2 separate regions of the Anser cygnoides genome follow, and region 2 is linked to region 1. Evidence: chromatin contacts called from public Hi-C data. All regions are on one chromosome and are shown on one strand. Each heading gives the region's core, a stretch centred on a gene start, on an enhancer-like site or on the middle of the called end of the contact. The rest is flanking DNA. Distances are from core to core; before and after follow the strand shown.

The links. Hi-C and Micro-C count contacts between places; a contact is called where the count stands out from the background.
Region 2: a contact with region 1 is called in a Hi-C map of liver, with 1.8 times the contacts expected there. The contact joins the promoter of CHMP6 here to the enhancer-like site in region 1. A contact is called at or near these places in 4 of 7 Hi-C or Micro-C datasets (granulosa cells and liver).

Annotation. Positions count from the first base shown.
Region 1 is chr19:12,023,972-12,031,370 of Taihu_goose_T2T_genome, reverse strand. It overlaps BAIAP2 (BAR/IMD domain containing adaptor protein 2), which reads left to right. Exons shown (of 16, transcript XM_066979967.1): 4 at 2,734-2,795; 5 at 3,178-3,249; 6 at 3,511-3,648. Among named protein-coding and RNA genes, the nearest start is that of BAIAP2, 22 kb to the left of the region's middle. Within about 2 kb of position 2,095, at least 3 of the 3 cell types and tissues checked have open chromatin away from gene starts, as enhancers often do. A contact at or near this core is called in liver, where this site is marked.
Region 2 is chr19:12,060,529-12,067,725 of Taihu_goose_T2T_genome, reverse strand. CHMP6 (charged multivesicular body protein 6) reads left to right here and starts at 3,285. Exons shown (of 8, transcript XM_048050368.2): 1 at 3,285-3,429; 2 at 3,559-3,668; 3 at 4,067-4,154; 4 at 4,732-4,818; 5 at 4,928-4,993; 6 at 5,268-5,348; 7 at 5,943-5,997. The coding sequence starts at 3,367. It overlaps RPTOR (regulatory associated protein of MTOR complex 1), which reads left to right. Exons shown (of 34, transcript XM_013197940.3): 34 at 1-1,531.

The sequences.
Region 1 (7,399 bases), core at 846-3,345:
TGCCTTCGCACAGCACCAAAGGTGGCTGAAATCCCGCTGCCCTGCGTGGGCTCCCGGCTACGGAGGCTGCCATGGGAAACCTGGGGCTGGTTTCTTCGGGACTGGCTGCCCTGTCTCCTCCTGGGGAGGAACCTCAGAGGAAGCCCTTGTGACTCGACGCCGGGCAGGCGTCCAGCAGCCTTCCTGCAACGGAGCCTGGGCGCAGCACGGAGCTCGCCTGGAGCTGCTGCAGGCACCGGGCTGGTCCCGCTGCACCGCCAGCAAATTGGGATGGGAGCAGGGCTGGGGGCTGGGTCCGTGCTGCTGCCTGCTCCCCGTGGGGACGTGCCGGCGGGGCGCTGGGTGCCCTCGGTGTCACACTCATGGAGCACACATGGGTGCTCCTTCCCAGCCTACCCGCAGCCCTCAAGGCTTCCTGATGCCTGAGCTGGGAAAACAGCAGCGCTGACCCCAGTGCTTGGGAGCACGCTGGGGTGGACCCGGGGCAGCTCGAAGTGGGGCATGCCGTGCCGCCGTGGCTGGGAACAGCTCTGCCCCTGCCCGGTTTGATGTGGGGTGGGTTTCAGCCTGGGCTGAAACTCCCCGTACTCTCACTGCGATAACAGCCAAAGGGGGTGGTGGAGGAGAAAGTATCAGCAGAGATGGTTATCTGTGTCCTGGGAGGCGTCCCAGCCACCTCCCCTGCTGCCGGGAGCAGGCTGCTTTACCCCAGGCGGGGAGCGCAGGGGGCAGAGCCGCGGAGTGCTGGTGCTGCTGCACCTCGCTGCTGGGTCTGGTGGCACGTGCGTGATTTCTGAGCACCCCGGGCCCCGCTCTGGGAGCGTTCCTTGCACAGCACTGATGGCCAGAGCTCTCTGCCAGCCCTCACCTGGCCCTTTCTGCTGCCCAACTTGGTCAGCTGGGGCTCTGCTTTGGTCAGATGGGAAGGGAAAAGGAGAGGGGATGGCTCGAGCTTTGGAAATAAGGCCACCGATGCACCGATATCCTCTTGGAAAAGGAACCTCGACCCAGCTCCACCATTACGTCATTCTTCTTGCCCTCCTTGTAGTGGGAATTTGTGCACTTCCCATGATTGAGCGGCCACAGCCCAACCGGAGAGCAATTTCCTGGAGGTCTCGTAGTGGTGACCTTTTGCCCAGGCCTTCCCATTCATGCGTGGAGCTATTCATCCCAGATGTGCGTAATTGCCAGAGCCGCTGCCAGCTCCGCCTCAGCGCTGTGGGCTGCTTTGCTTTGTTCAGCACCTTGCAAAGAGGCCGTAAAAGCTAACTGCCTGCCCGCTGCTGCGCGGATCTCGGTGCCCGGCTCCCCGGCGTGGGAGCGGAGCGGGCTGGTCACCTTGCTCTGTGCATCGCTGCTCCCCGCGGGGCCGAGCAGGGGACGGCTGCTCCGCTTCCTGCCCCCTGCCTGGCTGAGCACCTTCAGCCCTCGGAGACAAATTTTCCACCTTTCAAAGCACGGAGCCCGCAGCAGAGGGGCTGGCGCCCGCCCAGGACTCAATGGGCTCGGATTTTAATGTTTGCAGAGAGTTTTGAGACACGCTGTGCGGGTGCAAAGTACAAATTGCTTTGGCCCCAGGAGCAAAGGAACGCTGGACCAGGCTGTCCCCAGTTACCCAGCACTGTTGACACTGCTGGAGCGCAGCCTGCGTGCCCGAGCACGTGGGGCTCGCTGCTGGGGACAGGGTGACCCGGTGGCAGGCTGGGGCTGGCCCAGTACGCGCCAGCCGTTTTTGTGCCCCAGAGTCTCATGCTGCCAGTGCGAGAGCTCTGGGTGCTCCTCACCCCCAGCCGCTTCTGGGTGGCAGCACCATGGGTCTGAGGCAGGCACAGCTCTGGCAGATCGCGGCTTTAAACTCTCAAATCGCTCCCTGGAAGCTGCCTGCGAAGCCCCAGCCGCTGTGCTGGGGGTTTGGGCTTCCAAGGTTGGCTTTTACAGACAGCTGACGGCACTTGGCTCTCCCTAAAAGCCGAGAAGGAGCCGCTGCTTTTAGCTGAGCAGTAGCCTTGGCTCCTCTCCTAAAGACGCTCTGTGGGGCCGCCGTCTGGCTCCAGCCGCCGCAGGGTTTTGCTGAGGCAGGATGTGGCCCTTCCTGTCCAGGAAAAGAATCGCGGGAGCACAGCTTGATGGTCTTGCATTTGAAAAGAAAAATTAAAGGAAGAGTGAAAGCAGAGCTGGGGTCCCTCTGCCAGGACAGCCCTTCCTCCTGCAGCCCCGGCTGCTCCGTTCCCAGCCTGGGGACGGTGGTGGCAGGGCAGGGACCGGTGCTGGGCTCACAGCCCTGCGCGCTGTAGCCCAGCCACTGGGGCTGAACGGGTCCAGGGGCATCGAGGCAAATGCCCCAGGGTGTAGGTCTGCCTGCAGCGGGCTATGGTGAGCTGGGCTCATAACAGCACTGGATGGTGACCCCGGTGGGGATGGGGAGTTTCGTGTCCTCCCATCTCAGGGCCAGGGGCTGCCAGAGCCGTGGCTGGGGTGTGATGGCGTGTTAGGGCCAGGCTGCTGCACGTCCTCCTTCCTTTTCCCCAGTGCTACAGGAGGCAAACGTTTGTCCAAGTGTCTGAAATGTCTGATCACCTTTGTCTGGAAGGTGGGCACCAGGGGTATCCCGTGCGCTCCTGGAGCCCCACAGTCTGGCTGCAGACCCCTTCCCACCAGTGGGGTGCCCCCAGACCAGGGGTGTCCCCCCCTGCTCAGCACCTCAAGCCCCCTTCCCATGTCTTGTCTTTCCAGGAGACGTGCTCTTCCAGATGGCAGAAGTCCACCGGCAGATCCAGAACCAGCTGGAGGAGATGGTGAGCACGCGTTGGTGCTGCAGCACGGGGGCTGCTCCTCAGCCTGGGCTGAGCAACCCCCCCCCAGCTCCTCCGAGCCCCCAGATCTGATCTCAGCCAGCCCCACGTGGATCTGCTCGGGCACAGAGTTCGCTCGTATCAAAGCCAAGCTGCTGGCGTTGTGGCTGCGCAGTGTCCTGCCGGGTCCCTCTGTCCATCCCTCAGTGCCAGCAGCATCCCCTCCAGCCCCAGACCCCTCCTGCTGCACAACGCAGTGGCCGTCACCGCTCTTTGTGCACCTCCCTGGGCCCCCTCGGTTCCCACTGCGGGGATTTTGGGGAGCATTCGGCTGCTGCTGGGCTCGGCAGCCCACACAAACAGCCCCTCTGTTCTTTCTCTGCAGCTCAAGTCCTTCCACAACGAGCTCCTGACGCAGCTGGAGCAGAAGGTGGAGCTGGACTCGCGCTACCTGAGCGTAAGTGACCCCGATGGTTTGCTCCTACTCCTCTCTGCCCTGCACAGGGCACGGCCGTGCCATGCACGGAGGGGTCCCCAGGCCACCAGACGTGTCACCCACACAGACCGGTGGTTTTTTCCCCCGGTGTTAGGCTGTCACAGCCCTGCTTGTTCTCTCCTTGCCTCCTGGAGGCCAGTGGCTGTGTGCCTGCCCCTGGCTGCACGCTGGGGCCGGGCAGCAGCACTCCAGCAGCTCAGAGCCTTCTCGTCTCGCACCCAGGCTGCGCTGAAGAAATACCAGACAGAGCAAAGGAGCAAGGGCGACTCGCTCGACAAGTGCCAGGCAGAGCTGAAAAAACTCCGCAAGAAAAGCCAAGGAAGCAAAAACCCCCAGAAGTACTCGGACAAGGAGCTGCAGGTAGGAGCCCGTGCCCCCGTGCCTGTCGCCCCCCTGCAGCCTGGGGCTGCTCCGTGCCGCGTGCCAGCGTTTGGATAACGACAGGAGGAGCAGGCAGGGAGGTGTTGGTGCCTGTGATGGATAACGCAGGAGGTGTTAGAGCAGCAGGGCCGGGGGGGGAGGCAGCCCCCAGCAGGTGCTGTGCAGGGCGGTGCGCTGGTGACTAACCCCACCGAGTCTGCCACGGCTGGCTCTTTTATTCTCCCCCCCCTGCCCGCCCCGCTTAATGAATGAACCCAAAAAGATCATTAGTTTGTTGTGCCAGATCCATCTTCCTCTGGATGGTGTTTTGCTTAAATATTTTCCGTGCCTTCTGACGGGAGTCCCTTCCCCCAGCCCGCCCGGGTGGCGAGCGCGTGCTGGAGGAGGCTGGCGAGTGAATCACGGCAGCGTGACTGCGGTGTGGGCTGCGTGCGCCCTGCGCCGCCTGCTGCGGGAGCTCGGGCTGGGCTGCGCCGGGTCCCTGGGGGCCCCCGCTGCGGCTCCTGGCAGGGAGCGGGTCAGGACCGAGGTCTCGTTGTGGAGCATCCCATGCGCAGCCCGTGCCTGGGTCGTGGTGGGGGGGCTGCGGTGCAGGGTCGCCGAGGCACGTGTGGGATGACTTCAGGTCTCCTGAAGTCTGACCTGTGGTCTGAGTCGCACCTGGAGCGTGTCCAAACAGAGCATATTTTAATGAGAGATTAATGCATCTGTCTGCGAACCTGCCTGGCTCAGTGCTCCTGCTGCTGCCGGGGGTTAGGGGCGTTCAGTGACCGCAGCCCGACTCGTACCTCGTGGGGCAAAAGGGAAAGGCGAACTCTGAAGCCAGAGATCTCGTGCTCCTGTCTGTAAGCAAGGTGTGAGAAGGTGGTGTGTTAGGATCAGAACTTGATATTTCAGGTGCAATGGGCTGATAACACGACCAAAGTGATCCACCTCTGCCAAAGGTGATCTAAATGCCGATGGCACTTCACCAGCTGGGGCTGTGCACAGGGTGGCATTTAAGCAATCAGCAGAGAGCTGGGGAAGTGACATTGTTAATTGTACTGAAATTTGGGAAATCAGTCACTCGCCTGGTAGCATGAATCAGGATAATCGCTGAAGGAGGAAAAAAAAACATTTCAACACTCATCCAGGCGCTGAGTGCAGCTCCTGTGCTGAGCTGGAGTGCTCTGAATCGAGCTCCTGCTAATTTGCAGCCTCCCAGCTCCTGTGACTGTACTGAAGCCGCTTGTGTGAGGCATGGTTAATTTGAGCATCTTCAGAAGGTGTTGCTGCAGAGTGACTTAGGTGTCCTGCGTGCTGCAGCGAAGGCTGGCACTTTCTTGAAAGCTGAGCAGTTTAAACCACTTCGGAGTAGTGGTGTTTCTGCAATCTGTTGCTCCAGATCTCCGCGGTGGGAGAGCAGACCCGTTGAGCAGCGAGGCGGCTCTCAGCGTGGGGACACTCAGAGCATCAGCACCCGGTTTCTGATCCCCTCACCTGAGGGAGCTGCTGGCAGGGGTGAGCAGAAGTGCAGCCGGGGCCACCTGGCTCCTGCCTGAGTCCCCAGGGCCACCGTGTTTCTGCAGGGATCCCCCCAATGCAGGAGAGAACCTGCCCCGGCCATCGGCTGCGTACGGCCGAGAGGGGTGATGGTGATGGCTTGCTCCCGCCATGGAACGGCGGCAGCAGGGCTGTCGTTCTGCAAGCACCACTTCTTTGGGCAAAGAAAAACAGGATCAGGCTTTCATTCTCTTAATCTTTCAGCAGTAAGTATTTAGGAAGCGCTTATCTCTACAAAAAAAAAAAAAGCCTTATGAAGAGCTTTAGCTTAAAGAGCCGTGAAACTGCTCAACTGCTTCCACCCCCCCCCCCCAAGCTCAGAGATCAAAATAAGTTAATTTGCAGAATTCAGTCGAGAGGGCGGTTCTCCCTCTGTGTGCTGGCTAGGATGCTGCTATTGCTTGCTTCAAACAGAAGAGGAGGAAAGCGTTCAGGGCAGCCTTGATGCTGTGCTGGGTTTTGGCAGGTGCCAGCTCCGTCGGCTCCTGTCGGTGCGGGTGCTCGGCCGTGCCGCTGATCCAGGGAGCGATGTGCAGGCTGGGCAGGGGCAGGGAAAATGCGATGTGCTGGGGCAGGGAAACCAGGAGGAGCTGGGACCAGGCGCTTGCAGCAGCTCCGGCACTGGGGGAGCTGCTCGTGTCGCAGCATGGGGTCGTGCTGCGTGAAAAAACTTTTCTCTGGCATCTTTGCAGCAGGGAGTTGTGTGCAGCTTTGCTTGCCTGGCACGGAACCATCCCCACGGCCAGTGCTAAAACTCAGCCAGGAGGAGCCTCCTCGGAGGCTGCTGAAGGCACCTCCTGGGCTCACGGGACGCTGGAGTCAGCTTCAAGACGGCACCTGGGGAGCTGGGCAGAGCCAGCTGGAGCTCTGCTAATGCGGCGCTGAGCATCGCTTTGGCTTGTAGTGGGAGAGGTGCTGCTGGCAGGAACGTCCTGGTAGCTACATAAGTCATCCCATTCAATAAAGCAATAAAATCTTACTCTTCCTTTGAAGACTCATCCACTTAAGATACTGTAGCGCTCAGCAGCCAGGAGGCTGGTGCTCTGTCATCGTCTCTGCGCTTCCTGCTGCGGGAAGCAGAATTGTTCCCCTCTGCCCTGCTGCCGCTTGCCGAGTGGCCGCGGTTTGTGCCCCCTGCGAGGGATGTGGTGGGGCCAGCCCCGTGTGGTGGTTCTGGCATCCAGCTCCTGCTGCAAGGGCAGGGCTCTTGGGGCAGGGGGCAGAGGATGGTGCCAGGGCACCAGCCTGGCCCAGGTGCTGCAGCCTGTGCTGAGTTGGTTTAAAAAAAAAAAAGCCTTGGATTGTCTCCCCTCCCTCTTCAAAACAGATTTCCCCCTTTATATATTCTATATTCCCCCTTTATAAGGGGGAAATAGGCGCTGATGTTCAGCAAGTGCTGCATGTTGCTTATTATCTGGAGGACAGAGCTGGGGGTTGCTCGGGGCAGGCAGCGGGGGCTTCTGCGGGGCTGCAGCAAATGTGGTGCTTGGAGAGGGCACGGGGCTTGGCCCCAGGTCCCACGTCCTGTGGGTGCTGCCTGGTGGAGCTTAATTGATGAGGAAGGGCTTCACAGCGTTAAGATGGTTCTGAACTGAAACACCTTGTGGTTTTCGAGGAAGACGACTCATGTAGCTTAAAAGCAGCTCCAAGCGCAATTAGGCTGCTGTAGCGATTTTTCAGCCTCCAAAGCTTCAGCCTGTCATGGTCAGGAGATGCTGTGGTTACGGGTTGTTACTGCTGAATGTTGCAACAAAGCCAGGGGTTTATTTCTCATGAATCAGTCCAGAGCTGCTGTTGTACGAGAGGAATGAAAGCTTGGACCGCAGTGAGACAGCCACTGCCTCAGATCTCTTGCCCTAATTATGTAGTTGCTGAGATTTTTTTGACCTGTGTTCAAAACTGGGGGAATAAACCAATTCCATTCACTTCACGTCCCTTATAAAGAAGAACGAAAACAAATATGAAGATTAAACAATCATCAAGGAGCCTGAACTGCTGTAACTCCATTAAATGCTGGTTATGGCTGAGGCATGAAATCGAGGTCACGGTGGGTTTAGGGCCTTGACTGAATCAGCACGCCAGCAAGGGAGCTACGTTGGTCCAAGCAGCTCATCACCCCCTGGTAGTGCTGTGAGCAATTGGATTGCTTGGTGAGGCCGGTGGAGCAATTGGATTTGTTTTTTTTTTT
Region 2 (7,197 bases), core at 2,036-4,535, 35 kb before region 1:
GAGTATTTGTGCACTTCGTGGCTGTGTGTCTGCAGCTACACACACTGTGTACGTGGCTGTGGCTTGTCCGTGTGTCCCTGCAAGGACTGGGTGTGTAACCAGCCACACGTGATCTGAGCACAAGAGAATCACTAAAGAGAGGGAAGACAGCAGGTCGTCCTGCTTAGAGCAAAACACCTTTATCCCAGCTACCCAGGGGAAAGGCAGCTCCATTATCTGCACCTTCCGAGTCTGTATAATGAATGTTTCTGTCCCTTGAAGTCCATGATGTGTCTGGAGGTCACTGTGGGGAAGAGGTAGGCAAAGCCAAAGGGCAGGTTTCTTTCAAGTGCTGCTGTGGTGCAATTTAAGCTGCCCAAGAACAGAACTTGCGCTTGTGCAAAAATCACTGCATTGACAAAGGTAGGCTTCCTAAATCCAAAAGTCCCCGGTTTTTCTTCTGGCCAATATACTGGGTCTGCAGGCTCCCAGCAAACTGTGCCAGCAACGAGGCTGACGGTGGTGGACATACCAATGAGGGAAGGGCTGAGAAATGTTCTCGTACTGTGCGGATGGCGGCTTTACCTTTGCCACGGCACCTGCAGAGTGGATCTGACCCGCCGCCGCTCCTTGTGTACCAGATAATCCAGTTCCCTGCGCGTTGAGGCAGCTGGGCCATGCAGGGTTAGAGGAATTGGCCCAGTTGCTATTCCAGCATTGCTGCAGGGAAGCTGAATATGAAATGCTGTATGCACATCTGGATATTCATTTGGTGAGGTTCCATGAACGGTGGAGGCGGAGAGAAGCCAAAAGCCGGGCACTGCGTCCTTACCCTTGAGCACCGCTGCTGTTCCCCCGTAGCAGGGAGGCAGAGGGCCACCAGGATGATGGATCAAAGGCTTTAAACTTAAGGAAATACTACCTAGAAGTCCACTTTTGAGTTACCAAAAGTTAATTATGGTCTAACAGAGCTGTGCCTCTTCCTGACCCACTGAGCTGCTCCTGTGCTGCTCCAGCCTGTCCCAGCGGTACGCGCCCCCAGCCTCTGACCACCCTGCGCGCCCCGCACCGCCGGGGCCAGCAGTGGGCTTCTGGCAGGCGTGGGGGCAGTTTGGGATCTACACGTAACCGATTAACATACACAGCTTAAAAAACAAACGATAGATTTTTAACTTGTATCAGTGTATTTGTCAAAGGAACAAGAAATACCTGGCAAGATGGGGAGGTGCACAGTGGGAAGCTGCTGCTCCTCACCAGCGTTCCCGGGTGCCCCGCCAGCCTGCGCAGCCAGGAGATGGGTTTTTAACTAACTGGGCCTGTTTAGCTTTCATCTAAGCGCGTGTGTGTGGGCTGAATTTTCACAGGTCTGATGCAGAGATTCAATCATGAAGTTTAACCAAGGATCTGGAGAGCATCCTACCTAAAAGTTCACTTATCTCTATTTATTTTACAAAAACAAAAAAATATTAAAAAAAAACAGAACACAATTGTAATGTGAGAGTAAAACAATTACAAACAAATAAATGGTTAATAAAAAATAAATGCAGAAATACTTCACGGTCTGAGGATCACTTTCTGGGCCGGAGGTGGGGAGGGGGCAGTGCTGCAGGCTAAGAGGCAGGGAGGGAGAGCTGCGTCCAGCAGCCACGTTCTGTTTTTAGGTGGCACACTGTGTGATTTGGGGCTGTTTGCACACAAAGAGGCCGCTTACACGTCGAGATCCTGGGCAAAAGAGATTTGCACAAGCCCAGGTCACTGCTTATGAGCCGCCGGGGATTTGCCGGTGTAAATCCCTCTCCCTGCAGCTGGGGCTGGTGCTGATGGGGGAGCAGGGGGGCAGCGTTAGGAGGCTTCGGGGGGGCTTTGCTCCTTGCGTTTGAGGGATGCTCACGTTGTTGCCTCTGGCTGCTGCTCTGGGTTTGCAGCAGCATGGAAGTGAGAACCAGATCCTAATGGCCTCCAGAGGTGAAAATGTATTTGGGAACGACGGGTGGTGCAGAGCAAGCCGACGGATGATTTGGGGAGAAAAATGCGGCGGTGAAAAAGGGGCGTTTTCTGGTGTGTTGTCTCACAAATCCCAGTGGTCTCAGTGAGCTCAGATCACTTCGGGGAGCGCCATATCGCAGGCGCCACGCGACCAAAACCCGCTGCGGCTGGCGCGGCAGAGGCAGCGCGACACGAGGGGGCTGCACAGCACCAGGCCCCGAGGTGTGCACGCCCCGGGGGCTCCGACATGCAGGGGCCCTGGGATCGGACGTGGTGCCTCAGGGACGCACCGGTGGATCTGCGAGGCTCCGGCACGTGGGGAGGGCGCTGCCTGCTCTGGGACGGAGACGGCCACGGCCGCCGCCTGCGGGACCACCAGCACTTTTCCTGCCCGGCTGCTGGAAGTGAAGCACGAAGGAAAACCAGCCCCGTGTCCTGCCCGCACCCAGCACCCAGGGCCAGAGCCCTTCCCGTGCAGACACATCCCAGGTGTGGGGACACAGGAGTGTGGGGACACGGCAGCACCTCCCTGCGGGGGAGAACAGGGATGGGGCCCCCTTTGTCCCCACCCCGGGACCCCCCCACTCTCCCCACAGGGACCCCACAGCTGCCCCTGCCCCAGCACATCTCCTGTCACGCCCCCAATGCCTTTACTGCCCCATCCTCTGCCCTATACCCCCATTCCCTACAGTCCCCCATCCCTTTAGTCCCCATCCCACATAACCCCCTTCCCCACCGCTCCCACACCCCCTACAGCCACCATCCCCTATACACCCCATCCTCCATAGCCCCCTTTCCCTACAGACCCCCCAGTGCTGCCCCAACCCCTACAGCCTCCCCCATCCCTTCCCCTCCCCTCTACCCCCACCATCCCCTGAATGCTTTGTCCCATAAACCCCCCATACAGGGGGTAACCCTTCTCCTGTAACCCCCCATCCCCTATAGCCACTAACCCTATACCTCCACCCTTATAGCCACTAACCCCTACACCCCCACCCCCTACGGCCACCAACCCCCGTACCCCACCTCTACAACCCCCTTCCTCTTTTATAACCCCCCCCTTCCACTCTCCGTCCCCTATACCCCGCCACCCCCTACCCCCCTCCCCAACACCCCCTATTTCCTACAAGCCCCGTACCCCGCTGCCCTATAACTCCCATCCCCCCGCCCCACACCCCCCCCAGCCCCTACAGCCCCCCCCACACCCCCAGCCCCTTCCACACCCCAAATCCCCTCTCCCGGCCCCCTCCGCGCCCCGCTACCGCCCCCCCGCGGCCTCCTCGCCCCGCTCTCGCCTTCCGCGGGGCCGGGCCCTGCGCGGCCGCCGTCGGGGGGCGGAGGCCGGGGGGAGGCCGGGCCGGGCCGCCCGGGGCCGGGCCGGGGCCGAACGGCGGCGGGGCCATGGGGAACCTGTTCGGGAGGAAGCGGCGCAGCCGCGTCACGGAGCAGGACAAGGCCGTGCTGGTAACGGGGGCTGGGGGGCGGTGAGGGCCGGTGGGGCCCGGTGGGGCCCGGTGAGGCGGCGGCGGCTGCCCCGGCTGCCCCGGTTGCCCCGGGCCCGGCCGTGACGGCGGCCCCGCTGTGTCCCTGCAGCAGCTGAAGCAGCAGCGCGACAAGCTGAGGCAGTACCAGAAGCGGATCAGCCTCAACCTGGAGCGGGAGCGAGCGCTGGCCCGGCAGCTGCTGAAGGAGGGCAAGAAGGAGTGAGTGGGGCGGCGCCGAGCCCCCGCGGGCCCCGGGCCCTGCTGGCGGGGGGGGGTCCCCTGAGGCTTCTTTTCCATCCGTCCCCTGCCCCTTGTGGCCGGGCTCGGGTCTGGGTGGCTGCACGACAAACCCCCTAGCACGATAAACCCCCTGTCCCCACCAAGTACACCTGCATTTCCAGGTGCTAGGTAGCCAGTTTATGCTTGATTAATTGGCTCACCCTTATTGTTCACAGGACCAGCTCAGAGTTCGCATTTAATTTACAATTTTGTTTCTCCTCTTTCGGAAAAAAACGCGAAACGAGAACTGTTTAAACAAGTACCGTCGCCTAAAGCGACCTCTTTAGGCTCATCTGCTCTCTTCTGTGCTGAGTTGTCCTGCTCTTCTTTTCCCCCAGAAAAGCCCTGCTCTTGCTAAAGAAGAAGCGCTACCAAGAGCAGCTCCTGGACAGAACGGATAACCAGATCAGCAACTTGGAGCGGATGGTAAGCGCGAGCTGGGCCTGTCCCTGCGGGCAGCCCGCTGCGTGCGGGGGGAGCGCCGTCCTGGGCCGGGGGTGACTGCCTTGGAGCTGCCACGTCCTGCTGGGGGCAGAGTCCTCTGCCCAACGCGCAGCTCTCTGAGATCGGCCTCGTGCCACGGCTCTTCTCTAAAGAGTCAACGTGAGCTTGGTCTGAGTCCGTATTGCAGGCTCCGTGTTAAATACCTGTTCGGTGAGTTAGTAAAACTTCAGTTGCAGTGCGGGCAGCTGTAGGAGAAACTTCCTCTGGTTTGTCTTGGTGCCTTGGTTTTAGGAACGGATGTGTTTGTTCTGGTGTGGTCGGTGAAATTACTGCCTCAGCATAGATGGTCAGCTGGAGAGCCAGAAAAAGGCCTGCTGGATATACTTTTGCGCCTGCCTGCGTTAAAAGTTTTTCTGTGCGTGTTTCGTGCTGCTGGTGTAATTCAGGCTTCTGTTGGGACTCTGGGCTGTCTTCACCTTGCATTTTCTCTGGGAATCTTGGCAGTTTGTACCCGGGCTGTGACAGCCAGTGATGCTTCCCCCTCGCCTTCCTGTTTCAGGTCCAGGATATTGAGTTCACCCAGATCGAAATGAAGGTCATCGAGGGCCTGAAAATAGGCAATGAATGTCTGAACAAGATGCACCAGGTATCTGTGAGCGGCTCAGCTGAGCGTCCTCTTGCCTCGGACTAGGTGGGATCCTGGGTGTTTGCAGCTGTCTCCCTGCAGGCCTCACGCACGAATTTTGTCTCTTCAGGTTATGTCAATAGAAGAAGTGGAAAGAATAATAGGTGAAACCCAAGATGCTGTGGAGTACCAGAGGGTACGTACTGTGCGCATGAACAGTTGTGAGCAGAGGCAGCCTGCCACGCCGAATTCCTCTGGCGTGCAGTATGTTCCCAGCCTTATTTAACAGGCAATCAGGCTGGGAATTGAATCTTAGTCGCCTGCAGAAAAATTAAGTTTGTTAGTTTTCTGAGTACCCCTTCAGCCTGTGTTTATGTTGATTTCCCACATCCACGTATCCTGCCGTAAGCCACAGAGTTGCTTCTGTGCATTGTTGTTGACTACAGTATGTCTCTTCCTCACTTTTATAGCAAATAGATGAGCTATTGGCTGGCAGCCTGACTGAGGAGGATGAAGATGCCATTCTAGAAGAATTAAACACTATTACTCAGGTAGGATTAATCTGATGTTCTTATAATTATTTGCAGCGTGTGTTTCCAGGAAGCTGTTTGCAGTAGGGGAAAGTGTCTTTTTACCACTCGTGACAGCTTTTCTTCTGCTACCTGTTATAGTTATACCTGTTTGTGCCTAATTCCTGTGTCAGCAAAGATTAAGCTAATTGCTCCATACACAGGGGTCATTTAAAATGGGATGATTTTAAGGGTTGTACTTTTATTTGCGAACTGTTACAGTCAGCTGATCTCTGCTCTTACTGGAGAGCTATTCCACTTCAGTAGTTGAAGATCTTGAATGAAAGTCCTGGGTCATGCTCAGATAAACAGAAAGCAGCGTACGTTATCACTCCCACCCATCTCTGTGCTGCCCCTGGCTCCAAACACTGGCTTGGTTTGGCTTCACTTACTGGGCAGTGCTGAAACCCATAGCCCTTCCCGCAGTTCTGGGGGCAGATGTCTGTTTGTCTGTGAAGTCTCTTTTATTACTGTTCTGTTCCCAAACAGTCTTGGCACAAAACTGGGGTGCAAGGGTCTGGGACCGCCGCCTGGCGCGTGGGGTGTGTGTCATGTGTTGTCTTTAATGTCTTGCAGGAACAGCTGGAGCTTCCAGAAGTTCCTTCTGAGCCACTCCCGGAAGAGATCGCAGGTATGCTTTCTTTTCGGTTCTGTGCAATACTTGGAGACCCTCTCCTTACCGTAAGTGCCTCTGACAAACCCCTTTTTGCTGAACCTTTACCTTAAGAGGCCTCAAGGCCCTGGTCCCTTTCTGTTAGTCAGCATCTAGTCGTTCCTGGAAGAGTTCCCCCTTGTGTGACTTGCACCTGCCGTTCCCAAGTCACGCTCTGGACCTGCTGGTAGGCTGCCAGCTGCGGTGTGTCACGTTGCGAAGCTCCGCGAGGGATTCCTTCCCTGGCCCTCTGCTTGATCCAAAACTCAACTGGTCCCCAGCATGTCAACGCAGCGTGTTGGCATGCAAGGATGATGTTTGGTGACCACAGATAGGAGCATTCGCACTGGGGGAGGGAGGGGAAAGAAGGAGTAAAAAAGGTTTCAGTGAGACTCGTGATGGTTTGAAGCTCTGTTGACCTTCCTGCAGCTGACCACAGTGGTTTTGAGCTGGCTGGGTGAGGGTCACTGGAGCCCCAGAGCTCCAGGGCTGCTGGAGCGTGAGCTCCGCAGAACCGGTGTGATGCCGTGCTCCCTCCTGCGCGACCCAAAGCCTCAGCAGCAGGGGCTGTGCAGCTGGATGTGAAGGAGGGGGGAGAGGGCTCAGAAAGCAGAGTGTTACCGGGCGGCTGTCCCTGCTGAAAAGCTGAAGGCAGGGCCTGCACTGGGGGCAGCGAGGCGGGTGAGCAGAAGCTGGTTTTCAGCCCGGCCTGTGCAACCCAGGGGCTGTCGTTAAGCTGCTTCCTCTGCATGGAATCTGGCCGGGAGAAATCTGGGCTGTGGGAGATGTTTAGTCGTAGTGCTTGTTTAGTAAACACGGATCGGTTGTCACCTCTGCGTGGTGACCGCAGGACAGCCAAATAAAATACGAGCTGCCCTTGCAGCACGCAGCTGGCTGAGCCTGCTTTAGGTTGGCGTTGTCGGGACAAAGGGGAGACAAAGCTTGCCCACCCCCTGCCCTCCGAGCAATCGCTGTTCTAGATCTGTTTCTCTGGGCTGGGAGCTAGCTGAAGTTGTGTCGGGTACATTCTGAAACTGTTTTAATTCTTGAAGTGCTGTGGAAAAGAGGGGCAGACGGGATATGTAGAATTATTTATAATGAACACTTACAACTCAGTAACTTTCCAGGCACTGTGCAAGCATTTGTTGCTCTTTTGAGAAGTGAAATGAGAGTCGTAGT